Linked DNA regions of Macaca fascicularis: regions 2 and 3 are each linked to region 1. A link is a contact called in public Hi-C data. All regions are on one chromosome and are shown on one strand. Each heading gives the region's core, a stretch centred on a gene start, on an enhancer-like site or on the middle of the called end of the contact. The rest is flanking DNA. Distances are from core to core; before and after follow the strand shown.

Region 1 (3,613 bases), core at 220-2,719:
GCCTTACATAAGTCATTCTGAAAAGAAGTCCTACTTTATTCTACACTCAAACTCTAGTACATTCGTACTAACAAGGGAAAAAGCAGAATAGGACCAAAACTGGAGGGCAAACAAACAGGAAAAGGATGAAACTCCAGGAGGAACTACAATAAGGCAGAGTAGAGTACGTCAAAACCACTAGGTTTTATTCTAAAGAATGGTTTTGTTTCTACCGTTCTTCTAAGGTATTTAATTTGCACGTCTTAAAATAGAGACCCTGAGGAGAGCAGCTTGAGGCAGTGGAAGGAAGGGGGGCGGGTTAGGTAAGAACAGAGACTTGTGAGAGAATATGTGCGGTGCATTAGAATGTGCAATGAAGAGGGTGCAGGATTCACCGTCAGGAAGCAGTTGAGGGCTTTATGAGTAGAGGCAGAATCTAATATGGTTTAAAGAATGCGTATTACAGCCAGAATACACACCTGGTACAGGGACAACCCTAGACTTCTGTCCAACCCACCCACTGTGCAAGTGCAGAGATGACCATTTTAACCAGTTCTATTGTCTGGAGCATTAAATGGAAATGCCCCAGGCAAGGGATCAAGCTAGTCAGACACCAAATCAGAGACACCGTGGGCCAAAAGGAAGGAGAAGAGATGGTCAGTGGCCGTGGGGGCATTCCCAGCCACCGGGCCCCTCCTCGTCGGGCAGGGGAGGGGCACCGGGGTCACGGGGGCCGCACGATCCCCCATCCGCGGAGCCCAAGCGCAGGCGGTCCCCTCCTCGGGCCGGCGACGTCTCTCACGGCGCAGCCTGGGAACACCGAGACTTCCCCTCCCACCCCACCCCCAGCCGAAAGCAGGGAAGACGCGGAACTTGGGCTCCGGAGCGGAGGCCACAGACCAGGTCACGGCTCGGGTGGGGGGCTCTGGGCGAAATTCCGGGTGGCCACCGCGGGTGGCGTAGGGGAAAGCTAAGCCCCGGCTGGTTGCGTTTCCAGTCGGACGACACTCGGATCCGGGTGCCCGGGCCCGATCCCTTCGCTGCTCACCGACCCCCTGCACCTCCTGGGTCCTCACAGTCCCAGGCCCGCTCGCCTCCGCCAGTGAGGCGGCCTCTCGGGTCTCCCCAGTCCCACCACTGCGGCCGCCCCTCTCGGTAAGCAGCTCCTCTCCCGAACCCTCGCCTCGGACGCTCCCGCCGAGCCCCGGGCCGCACCTCCGTCTTGGTGATCCGGTGCCGCCCCAGCTTCACCACGGCGAAGTTGCCCTTGCCCAGCGTGCCCTCGATGTCGTAGAACCCCACCCGGACCGGCCCGCGCTGCAAGTGCCTCGGGCCATCCGCCATGACCATGCTGGGCCCCGCTGCTAGACACGGCGGACAGGAGCGCGGGCGGGCGAGCGGGAGCGCTGGCAGCGCGGCTTGGCTTGGGCGACGGCCGCTCAGCTTGCTCCTTCGCTCCTTCCCTCCCGCTCCGCAGGGCCCAGCCAGGCGCGCGCCGCCGCTGACGTGCGCCGACGTCAGGGGGCCGGGGCAGGGGGGCGGGGGCGGGCCCGGGCCTGGATTGGTCACCATGGCGACCGAAGCACCGCCGACGTCGGCTGCAGGAGAGTGGGGGACGGCGCGCGGGGAGGGGCGCGGGCCTGGCCGGCGCGCTCCTTCCGGGCTCATACGCCCTCCCCTCGCCCCTCCGCCTCGCCACTGCCAGGGGCGGGGTCGCCGCTCGGCCCGCTACGGTCCTCGGCCTTCCAGGCGAAGGGCAAGAGCGAGCCCTGGCGGACCGTGCGTAGGGGTGCAGAGACCTGGATGCGGCCTGCGATCTTCCCCGCCCCGGCGTTCTCCGCCCACCCGGGGTCCTTCCCGCCAAAACCTCTCACCTACAAGTACAGCGCGCCCTAAATTTGGCACCGGCAAAGAACTGTGGCTGAGCAATGTGTTGCTCACAGGCTCCTTTCTTTGTGTTTTTTTCTCTTCTCGTTGCTATATATAACAAAACCCTCCACGTTTTGATGTCTCCGAGGAGTCATTCTGACAGCAGTGCGGTCGCTGATAGACTCACAGAATGTCAATGTCAGCGCTGAAGAGATCTTGGAGATCACTTAATCCAGAGATTTGGAGCCTCATGTGAACTTCGGAGTCCGGAACCCCCTAAAACACAGGCCAGTTTTTGCTTATGTGAGCATGTCTCTGGAGAGATGGACCCGTAGCTTCTGTCAGATTCCCAAACGTGTTGGTGACCCTGAAAACGGTTAAAAATATTTCTCTAATCCAATTTTTTCCCCCAAAGGACGAAGCAGACCGCAAGGAATAAAGGGAATTGCCAAGGTCACACAGGCAATGGTAGAGGTAGGATTATAAATCACACCACGCTTCCAAATGTGACTCAAGGAAATAGGGACAGTGACACTTCAGTATTCTGAAATGTATCATGTGCCTTCATATCTTGGTTTCTAAATACCATTCTCCACCTAAAGGAGCCAGACTCCGTGGCGAGATGGCTCATTCGAAGGCAGAGACAGGGAAAGTATAAAATGCCCTTGAAAGATCCTGTGCCTTAAAGCAAGGAGATTTCTTGGCTAGGTCAAGGAAGATATGTCAAAAGAAAGATCGCTCCAAGGTGCTCCCGCCTTACCAAATCTGAGACAATTTGGGTATCAAGAATAAATAATAGGCCGGGCTTAGTGGCTCACGCCTGTAATCCCAGCACTTTGGGAGGCCGAGGTGGGCGGATCACCTGAGGTCAGGAGTTCAAGACTAGCCTGGCCAACATGGTGAAACCCCATCTCTACTAAAAATGCAAAAATAGCCAGGCGTGGTAGTGGGCGCCTATAATACCAGCTACTCGGGAGGCTGAGGCAGGGAGAATTGTTTGAACCCGGGAAGTAGAGGTTGCGGTGAGCCAAGATTGTGCCACTGCCCTCCAGCCTGGGTGACAGAGCGAGACTCTGTCTCAATAAATGAATAAATAAATAATGACAGAAATTGATTCTAACACATTGAATTTTGTAAAAGAATCGTAGACCATACTTACTTTTAAACTTTTAAATAGAAAAATAAAGGGGGGAGAAGTGAAATGACGGTGGAATGCCAACTAATATATGTTAGAAGAAATGACAATTAGCAAATCGTTTGGCAGCCATTACAGTAATAATGGATTCAGACAAGAATTATGAATAGATGTTTAAATCATTGAGTAAAATTTGCCTGGGGAACAAGATATTTGCACAGTCTTTGGATTTCTTATTCATGATAAAGGGTTAACAGAGGTACCTCTACAGTGGAGAAATCTGACAGACATTACCCTAACCAAATGATCAAAGTTAATGTCACCAATTATGTGATAAAATGACATGATGAGCCTCCTGACGTGAGCCACTGAGGTTACAATATCTCTTATGTAGTATTCCTGTCAAAAATGCATATTATGATCTAGAAACAATCAGAAAGATGCAAACTAAGAAACATTCTACCCAACAACTGACCTGTATCCTTAAAAAACATCAGTGTCATGAAAGTCAAAGAAAGACTGAGGAACCATTCTAGATTTAAGGGATTTAGAAAGGCATGGCACTAAAGGCAACATGTGATCTTGGAAGAACATGCTATAAAGGAATGTATCAGAACAACTACTGAAATT
Region 2 (3,736 bases), core at 645-3,144, 170 kb before region 1:
CTATTCAATTAAAAATATTACAGTAATTTAACATGACAAATGATGTATTTTGCTAAAACTATCATCCCTGGTATTGTCGCCTGCTATAGCTCAGCTTCTTTTGTGTTCAACATGCCTATGCCACCAAATGACTCCTGATATCTTAATTTTCTCACCATTTTTCTCTGTTACAGCTACCAAATAGTGCAATCTCATGATGTCATTTGGCTTTCATTTTGTGCATGAAAGTATCATTCTTATTTTAAAACCACCTCTGTTCTTTTCTCATTATCCCAGAACAATAAAAGCAGCACTAAAACACACATGTAAATGTAGGTGCTGAAATTGTGTGGCAATACTGAGTTGTAAGGTGGTCACCCAAATAATTCAGAATATGTTTATACAAATCTAAAAAATATGAAAATGAAAATAAAATTAAAACCCTAGAGAATACATCCACAAACATAATTTGAGAAAAACTGTTCAGGTCTGCTGGTTCCCAAACTTTCATTACTATCAAAGGCTCTATCTATTGTGCTTACTTCCAAGCACCTCATTCATTCATTCATTCATTCATTCACAGGCTCTATTGTGCTTACTTCCAAGAACCCTATTTATTTATTTATTTATTTTTGACACGGGGTCTCACTCTGCCGCCCAGATTGGAGTACAGTGGTGCGATCCTGGCTCACTGCAACCTCTGCCTCTGGGGCTCAAGAGATTCTCATGTCAGCCTCCTGAGTAGCTGGGACTACAGGTGCCGGTCACCAGCCCAGCTAATTTTTGTATTTTTAGTAGAGATGGGGTTTCACCAAGTTGGCCAGGCTGGTCTCGAACTCCTGGCCTCACGTGATCCGTCCGCCTCGGCCTCAGACCCCATGTTTTAAAAAAGTCTGTCTCCTACACTGCATTAATAGTTTCATTAATCAGGCATATAGAATTACCATTTCGGAGCTTGTGATCACCATATGTAGTTATCACTCCAAGCTGCTTAAATTCCAGTCTAAAACAAACAAAACATTCTAATTATTCTGTGCTACCCTGACAAGGATAAGTGAAAACTTTCCATTCAGGTTTGTAAGAACGAGCTCCCAGACCTCCACCTCTTCCCCTTGCTGCCTCTGAGGACTCTTGGAGGTCTAGGGAGGCCAGTTTGGGTTTTCTTCCTCAAGGGATTAAAGCTTGTCCTAGTTTTGCTTCATTGTTGTACTTCTAGCATGCTAAAGAGCTAAAAAATGGGAGGAAGAAAATACAACAGAAGGCACCATTCCAGTACCAAACTGAAAAGAAACACAAAAACAAGAGAGCAGCATGTTTTTAACAGCTTGCGTGGAAAAAATATTGACTGGGGAGTTTGGACAGCACTGTTCATTTTCTCTCACCGCCCGCGTTATTTGTCTTACGGAGCAGGAGCCAGATACCATTCTGGAGAACAGGCCGACGGAAGAGGTGGAGGGGTTCTGTGGAAGCTTGAGGCTGAGCGGAGAAATTAGGGCTGGAGATCCAGTGGCTCAGGGCCAGGATGAAGTCAGGGGAGGTGCTAAAGCCTTTTTCCTCCTGGCCTCGGGCACTCTCTTTGGTCCGCCTGAGTCTTAAGAGGGCACAGCGCGGATCACTCAGGTAGGTCCCTGGCCCCTTCAGACTACAACGAGCCGGATGAATCCCTGTCCCTGTTTCTTTCGGCTGGGGAAAGGACGCAGGGGTTCCATTCGCTTTCTCAGCCCACCCGTCTTCTTGAGTTCAGACCTACAACTCCTGCAGTGGGGGTCGGAAGGGAGTCTTAATCATCGGGACAGAAACTCAACTCCCCAACCTCTGCTAAACCCGCGCGGCGGCCTTCTCCCCTGCTGCCCGGGCGCGGGGCGGGGCCTGGGCGCGGGGCGGGGGCGGGGCCTGGGCGCGGGGCGGGAGGCTGTGACCAGCAGCAGGAGGAGAAAGAACATGGCGGGCGCATCGGGGCTCGGGACCGGCCCAGGAGCAGCGGGGGGAGATGGAGATGATTCGCTATACCCAATCGCGGTTTTAATCGACGAGCTCCGCAATGAAGACGTGCAGGTACTGGACTGAGGCCGGGGAGCCGAGGCGAGACCGACTGGTCGCGTGGTAGAGAAGGGGGAAGGCCTGCGCCTCGGTGGGGGTGGCCGGGGTACTGAATGAGCCGGACTCGTAGCAGAAACTTGAAGGGGAGGCAGGGAAAGCTCTGCGAGGGGCTGTGGTGACACGCCTCGACCCTCCCGGGGACCTCTCTGGTACCCCTGCTTCGGACCCCCTAAGGGGTCCGCCCGGAGCCTTGCCTTTCCAGGGCGGTTGTCGGGGAACCCGCTTCCCGCCTGGGCGCCCTATCCGGGCTGTGAGGTGGCCGCGCCTGGTAGGCGAGGGAGCTGGAGAAGCGCGGTGCCGGGCCGAGACGGGGCTGGAGCGGCTGAGGGGCGCAGGATGCCCAGAAGCTCTTTGAAGTGCCTCGGAATCCCTTCATCTGGGCTTGGAACTGGCTCGTCCTGTTGGGTAGAAAGAGGGGGTGGGATGGCCGATTAACCTGGACGAGTCGTTGTATCAGCTCTGCGGGAACTTTTCTTTGAAACCACAGGCGTTGTATTCAACCGTTTCACCTGCTTCACCACTGCCAAAGTCCTCTCTTTTTAAGATTATCTTACTTCCTGGGTGTTGTATTGTCTTTCATTCATTTCTCTTCCAGGCCCTTCTGAGTGTTTCTCCCAGGAAATCTTCCGCCGGCTAGTGAGGCCGAGTTACACTCCTCCGTCCTATGGAGGTTCCTTAACAGTAAAATCTAAGTAAAAGGTTATCTTCGTTCTTACCCCTGTGTCATTATTTCACCTGTTAGCACCTTTTGTCTTTTGATCTAAATTCAGCCGTTTCTTTACATTGTTCTTCTTTCTACTTTCTTTTCTGAAGCTCCGACTCAACAGTATTAAGAAGTTATCAACAATTGCCCTAGCACTTGGAGTAGAAAGGACGCGAAGTGAATTGTTGCCATTTCTTACAGGTATGTGAATCTTTGTTTAAAGAAAGGCAGGGACATTCATTTTCCAGGGACTTTCGACACTGACTTTTTTAGAGTTTGTTACCCACATTAAAATGAGCCAGGTGCTTTCTGTGCAAAAGAAACAGAACAGAGGATATTATTAGTTGTGGTTAGATATATTCAAACATCAACCATTTAGCTGTTGGGAAAGTAATTGATATGGGAGTATGAATTTCTAATTCGTTGTGCAAAACAGATCCAGGAAGATGGTTGATTGAGGAGAAGGAAGAAAATGCTGTTAGGATTTTGACTGGGCCACCTTACCGGTCGCATAGTGAATCTGTTCCTAGTTTTGTGTCAGTGTCCAGCTATGTGAGAGCTATCCATGTTGATGAGTCCCTGTTGTTGTCCCTTCCAGATACAATTTATGATGAAGATGAGGTACTATTAGCTCTTGCTGAGCAGCTGGGAAATTTCACTGGCCTAGTGGGAGGTCCTGACTTTGCCCACTGTCTGCTGGTGAGTATTTATAAGCTGCCTACCCTCCTAGAACTTTTGCAGTATAAATGATACACAGTTTGGTGATAGACACACTGCAGCATTTTTTATGCAGATCTTTTTATGGGCAGATAGTCATGTGAGTCATTGAGAGAAGAAATACTATAGGCACTTTGGACTCAACCCCTTCTTTTTTTTCTGTGAATAAGAGAACTTCGTCCTTCTTTTCTGCATCTGTAGACTTACTAGTTTAGATGGAGGTAGAAAAAGGATTTG
Region 3 (3,987 bases), core at 1,063-3,562, 240 kb before region 1:
TTAAGCCTAGGAGGTCAAGGCTACAGTCAGCCATGGTTGCGCCACTACACTCCAGCCTGGGTGACAGAGCGAGACCCTGTCTGAAGAGAAAAAAAGTCCCCCAAACCATAGAAAATTATAAAGAAGCAGGAAATAAATTACCCATGATTTCGTCATATCTAGCTGTGGTTGTGATTTTGTATATTTCATGGAGGACATTTCAAAATTTTTTGCCTTATTAAAAAAAAAGATTACTCGTTAGCCTTTAAGGTACAGAAGAGAAAAGGACCATTTACATGTATAAATCCATTACAATAAATGGATTTATTTTATTCTAATTAAAAAACCCCACCTTAGACCAGGCACGGTGACTCACGCCTGTAATCCCAGCATTTTGAGAGGCTGAGGCAGGTGGATCACCTGAGGTCAGGAGTTCAAGACCAGCACGGCCAACAGTGTGAAACCCTATCACTACTAAAAATATAGCAGTTAGCCTGGTGTGTTGATGTATGTCTGTAATCCCAGTTACTAAGGAGGCTGAGGCAGGAGAATCTTTGAACCTGCGAGGTGGAGGTTGCAGTGAGCCAAGATCGTGCCACTGCACTCCAGCCTGGGCGACGGAGAGAGACTCCATCTCAAAAAACAAACAAAAAAAACCCTCCGCCTTAAAATCTACCTAGAAAGGTATATATCCTAAATATCTAAATAATCTAATTAATCTAAAATCCCATAATATCTTAGAGCAAAAGTTGAAAAAAAATCTTGTTATTGTAGTTCTAGAATTTTTTATCATTCCTAAAGAATTTCTGCGGTGATACTGATAGCCTAGGAATGCTAAATTAGGCATAGCTAAAGAGGGTCTTGATGATAGTCCTGATCTTGTAGCTTACCGTTAACATGGTGGACACCAGGTGGCGCTGTCTATCTACCATTTGCCTGGGTTTGCATTGCTCATTATCGCTCATGTAAACGCAGTAGGAGATGCCTTCACTGTGGGTTGCAGGCTTATCATTCATTGCTCATGTACCTAACCACGGGAACTTTCCAGCAGGTTCTTGGGTTTTCGTGTTCATTACATTCCTTTAATTCTTTCACATGCTTTAAGTACATTTTTGTTCCAATTTGGGGATCTGGAGTGGATGCGTATTGCAAAAAATGGAGAGAAAACAATCACTGAACTTCCTTTAAGAGCATTTTTATGTTTGCTTTGAAGCAAACTCTGTCATTTGTGGCTTGATGAAAACCAGTAATGAGTTTGAGAATCCAACAATTTTTTTTTTTCCTTTGATCCTTGGCTATTTGAACAGACTGATTGGTGTATAGATAAGAGGATTCATGTATCAAACACAACATCAGAATTAAAACCCAAGAAATGAATTTATGTTATGTTTTTGGTTAAACTCAGGAACCTTTCGTCTTAGTGGCAGGACTCGTTAAAGGAGACGGCTTTTTTTTTCTTCATCTAACGTGGAATTTATTAAGTTCTATTAGCCATTAACTTTACGTTCATTTGTGTCCTAACCAAATCTAGTATTGTGCTTGTTGTTAGAGTTTAGATCTCTTGGGAGAGCTAAGGAGTATATTCCTCTCTCCTTTTGATGCCTTTATTGCGTTGGAGAAAGTGTGAATACAAGATTAGAAACATTTTGTGGAGTGTCCTAGGGCATACTCCCAAATATGAGATCAAGATAACACTGAAACTAAATACGTCATTTTGTTCTAATATAATGAAAGATGAATATTTTTCTGTGTCTTGCAGTTCAGAATTTAGGCCACCCATATTGGCTTACTTTGGCTCCAATGTATATTTGGTTTATAATTTTCTTCATCCAGCCTCACAAAGAGGAGAGATTTCTTTTCCCTGTATATCCACTTATATGTCTCTGTGGTGCCGTGGCTCTCTCTGCACTTCAGGTAAGTTTCAGGGAGAAGTATATCTGCCTCATTCTTTTTTACTTTTTAAATAATTGCTCACAAAACTTAAGTGCAAATTACAGAATGCTTCCACCTAAGATATTTTATCCATAACATTAAACCTGATATAGATCATATTATTAAAGCTTCTTATATTGATTGCTTAGCTGTTTACCATACTCATATTTGCTGATTACATGTTTGCAGTGTTAATTTGTGTGTTACTTTGCCTCTGTTACCAACAGGAATCCAATTGCAGAATTCCATTCTGTGGCAGAGGTAATGGAACATCTGCTCTTTGAACTGCTAGATCATAACAAAACTTGCTCAAGAGTTTGGGATCATAGCAGGCAGTTCACAGTATGGGGCACTTTGTAATCCTGGTTGAAAACCTGGCCAGGTCAATTCTCTGGCAGAGCTCATCTTAACTCTGTTTGAACAACTCTGTACTTACGGCTTCAGTACCCTCAGAACCCTGTATTGCCCTCTGCTACCATTTGCAGTTGGCAGAAAAAAAATAATTAGGATGATAGGTTTTTTTCTTAACAGGTTTTTTGAGATATAATTCACAAACCATATAGTTTACCCATTTAAAGGGTATGATTCAGTGGTTTTTAGTCTATTCACAGATGTGTGCAACTGTCACCACAGTCAGTTTTAGATCAAAAAGCCTGTACTCTTTAGCTTTTGTTCCCCCATTCCCTTTCCCATATCTCCCCAACCCTAAATAACCATTACTCTACTTTCTATTCCTACAGATTTGCCTATTTTGAACATTTCCTATACATGGAAACATATGATATGTGGTCTTTTGTGACTGGCTTCTCTTAACATAATGTTTTCAAGGTTCATCAATATTAGTTGATCGTTTTGAAAAATAATTTTAATTATAAAAGTAATTGAACTTTATTGCAGATAATTTAGGAAGTGGTAAAAGAAAAATTAGTCCCATTAACCTAACAAAAACTCCTCCCAGTATTTTTGTATATCATATACCAAGGTTTGTTATAGTTGTGATAAGTATACATGTAACTTTATAGCCCTTCTAATTTAATATTATAACATTCTCTGTGGTTATCATTTTAGTAGCTGTAGAATGTTCTGAGTCAGATATAATATATGACATTATTACGTAATATGTAATATATTGACTTGATTTTGTATAATATAATTATTGGATATAATTCATGGTAGAATTTAGGTTGCTCATTTATTCAGTATTATAAATACTGCTAGGATAAATATCTTCATTTAGATATTTGGATTGATTCCTCAGGATAGATTCCAAAAAATATGAAAAGGGTTCAAACAGATTTATGCCATTTGTTATATATTGGAAAATTGCTTTCTGAAAGTAGTTTCTGTCTAGAAGGGAAGGAAGGAAGGGAAGAAGTCTGAGTAGAAGGAACTCAAAGACAGCAGAATTCATGCATGCATGTTTATATTATATTCATCTAGTTTGCAAAGTCATTTAGCATATAATTAAGAGCATGTGCCTAGTGTTCTGTAAGGGGAATGCTTTTTTCTTATTTGGTCATGAGACCTTTTTTTTGATACTAAAAGCTTTTATAAAAACTTTGATAGTAAAGATTAGTACTCATTGTATCAAAAACAAATTGAAATACTTTATATGTCAAAACTACCAAAAAACCATTGCTTAAATACTTAAAAAAATAACTTATTAGGACTATAAATGCTAGAAAAATATTCAAATAATTTCCTATGCAGCTAGTGAGATTTTATTGTTGGCAAGCCCTCTGCCTGGCCAAGACTGCAGGTAGTCTCAGAGGAGCTGGCTTTTATCTTAGAGTTTGGAGTAGGTACCTCACTGTTTGCAAATGCTCAGATCCCTAATAGAACCTCTTTTTTGGCTTCGCTTTTGATGTTACTGTGATGTCTTGTAATTATGTCTATTCTACAAGTTATATTTTCCTTTATCAGCCAGTTTTCTGTACTTCCAGAAATGTTACCACTTTGTGTTTCAACGATACCGCCTGGAGCACTATACTGTGACGTCGAATTGGCTGGCATTAGGAACTGTCTTCCTGTTCGGGCTTTTGTCGTTTTCTCGCTCTGTGGCACTGTTCAGAGGTA

Evidence for each region. Hi-C and Micro-C count contacts between places; a contact is called where the count stands out from the background.
Region 2: a contact with region 1 is called in a Hi-C map of liver, with 2.6 times the contacts expected there. The contact joins the promoter of PPP2R1B here to the promoter of SIK2 in region 1. A contact is called at or near these places in 2 of 2 Hi-C or Micro-C datasets (liver and skeletal muscle).
Region 3: a contact with region 1 is called in a Hi-C map of liver, with 6 times the contacts expected there. The contact joins the enhancer-like site here to the promoter of SIK2 in region 1. A contact is called at or near these places in 2 of 2 Hi-C or Micro-C datasets (liver and skeletal muscle).

The regions. Positions count from the first base shown.
Region 1 is chr14:110,520,702-110,524,314 of T2T-MFA8v1.1, reverse strand. It overlaps SIK2 (salt inducible kinase 2), which reads right to left and starts at 1,469. Exons shown (of 16, transcript XM_015435694.4): 1 at 1,195-1,469. The coding sequence starts at 1,329. It overlaps BTG4 (BTG anti-proliferation factor 4), which reads left to right and starts at 744. Exons shown (of 10, transcript XM_065529648.2): 1 at 744-1,134; 2 at 1,997-2,135.
Region 2 is chr14:110,687,156-110,690,891 of T2T-MFA8v1.1, reverse strand. PPP2R1B (protein phosphatase 2 scaffold subunit Abeta) reads left to right here and starts at 1,894. Exons shown (of 16, transcript XM_005579598.5): 1 at 1,894-2,034; 2 at 2,893-2,983; 3 at 3,381-3,481. The coding sequence starts at 1,921.
Region 3 is chr14:110,763,351-110,767,337 of T2T-MFA8v1.1, reverse strand. ALG9 (ALG9 alpha-1,2-mannosyltransferase) reads left to right here. Exons shown (of 15, transcript XM_074015179.1): 9 at 1,739-1,893; 10 at 3,855-3,984. Among named protein-coding and RNA genes, the nearest start is that of ALG9, 34 kb to the left of the region's middle. Within about 2 kb of position 2,312, at least 1 of the 6 cell types and tissues checked has an H3K27ac peak or open chromatin away from gene starts, as enhancers often do. A contact at or near this core is called in liver, where this site is marked.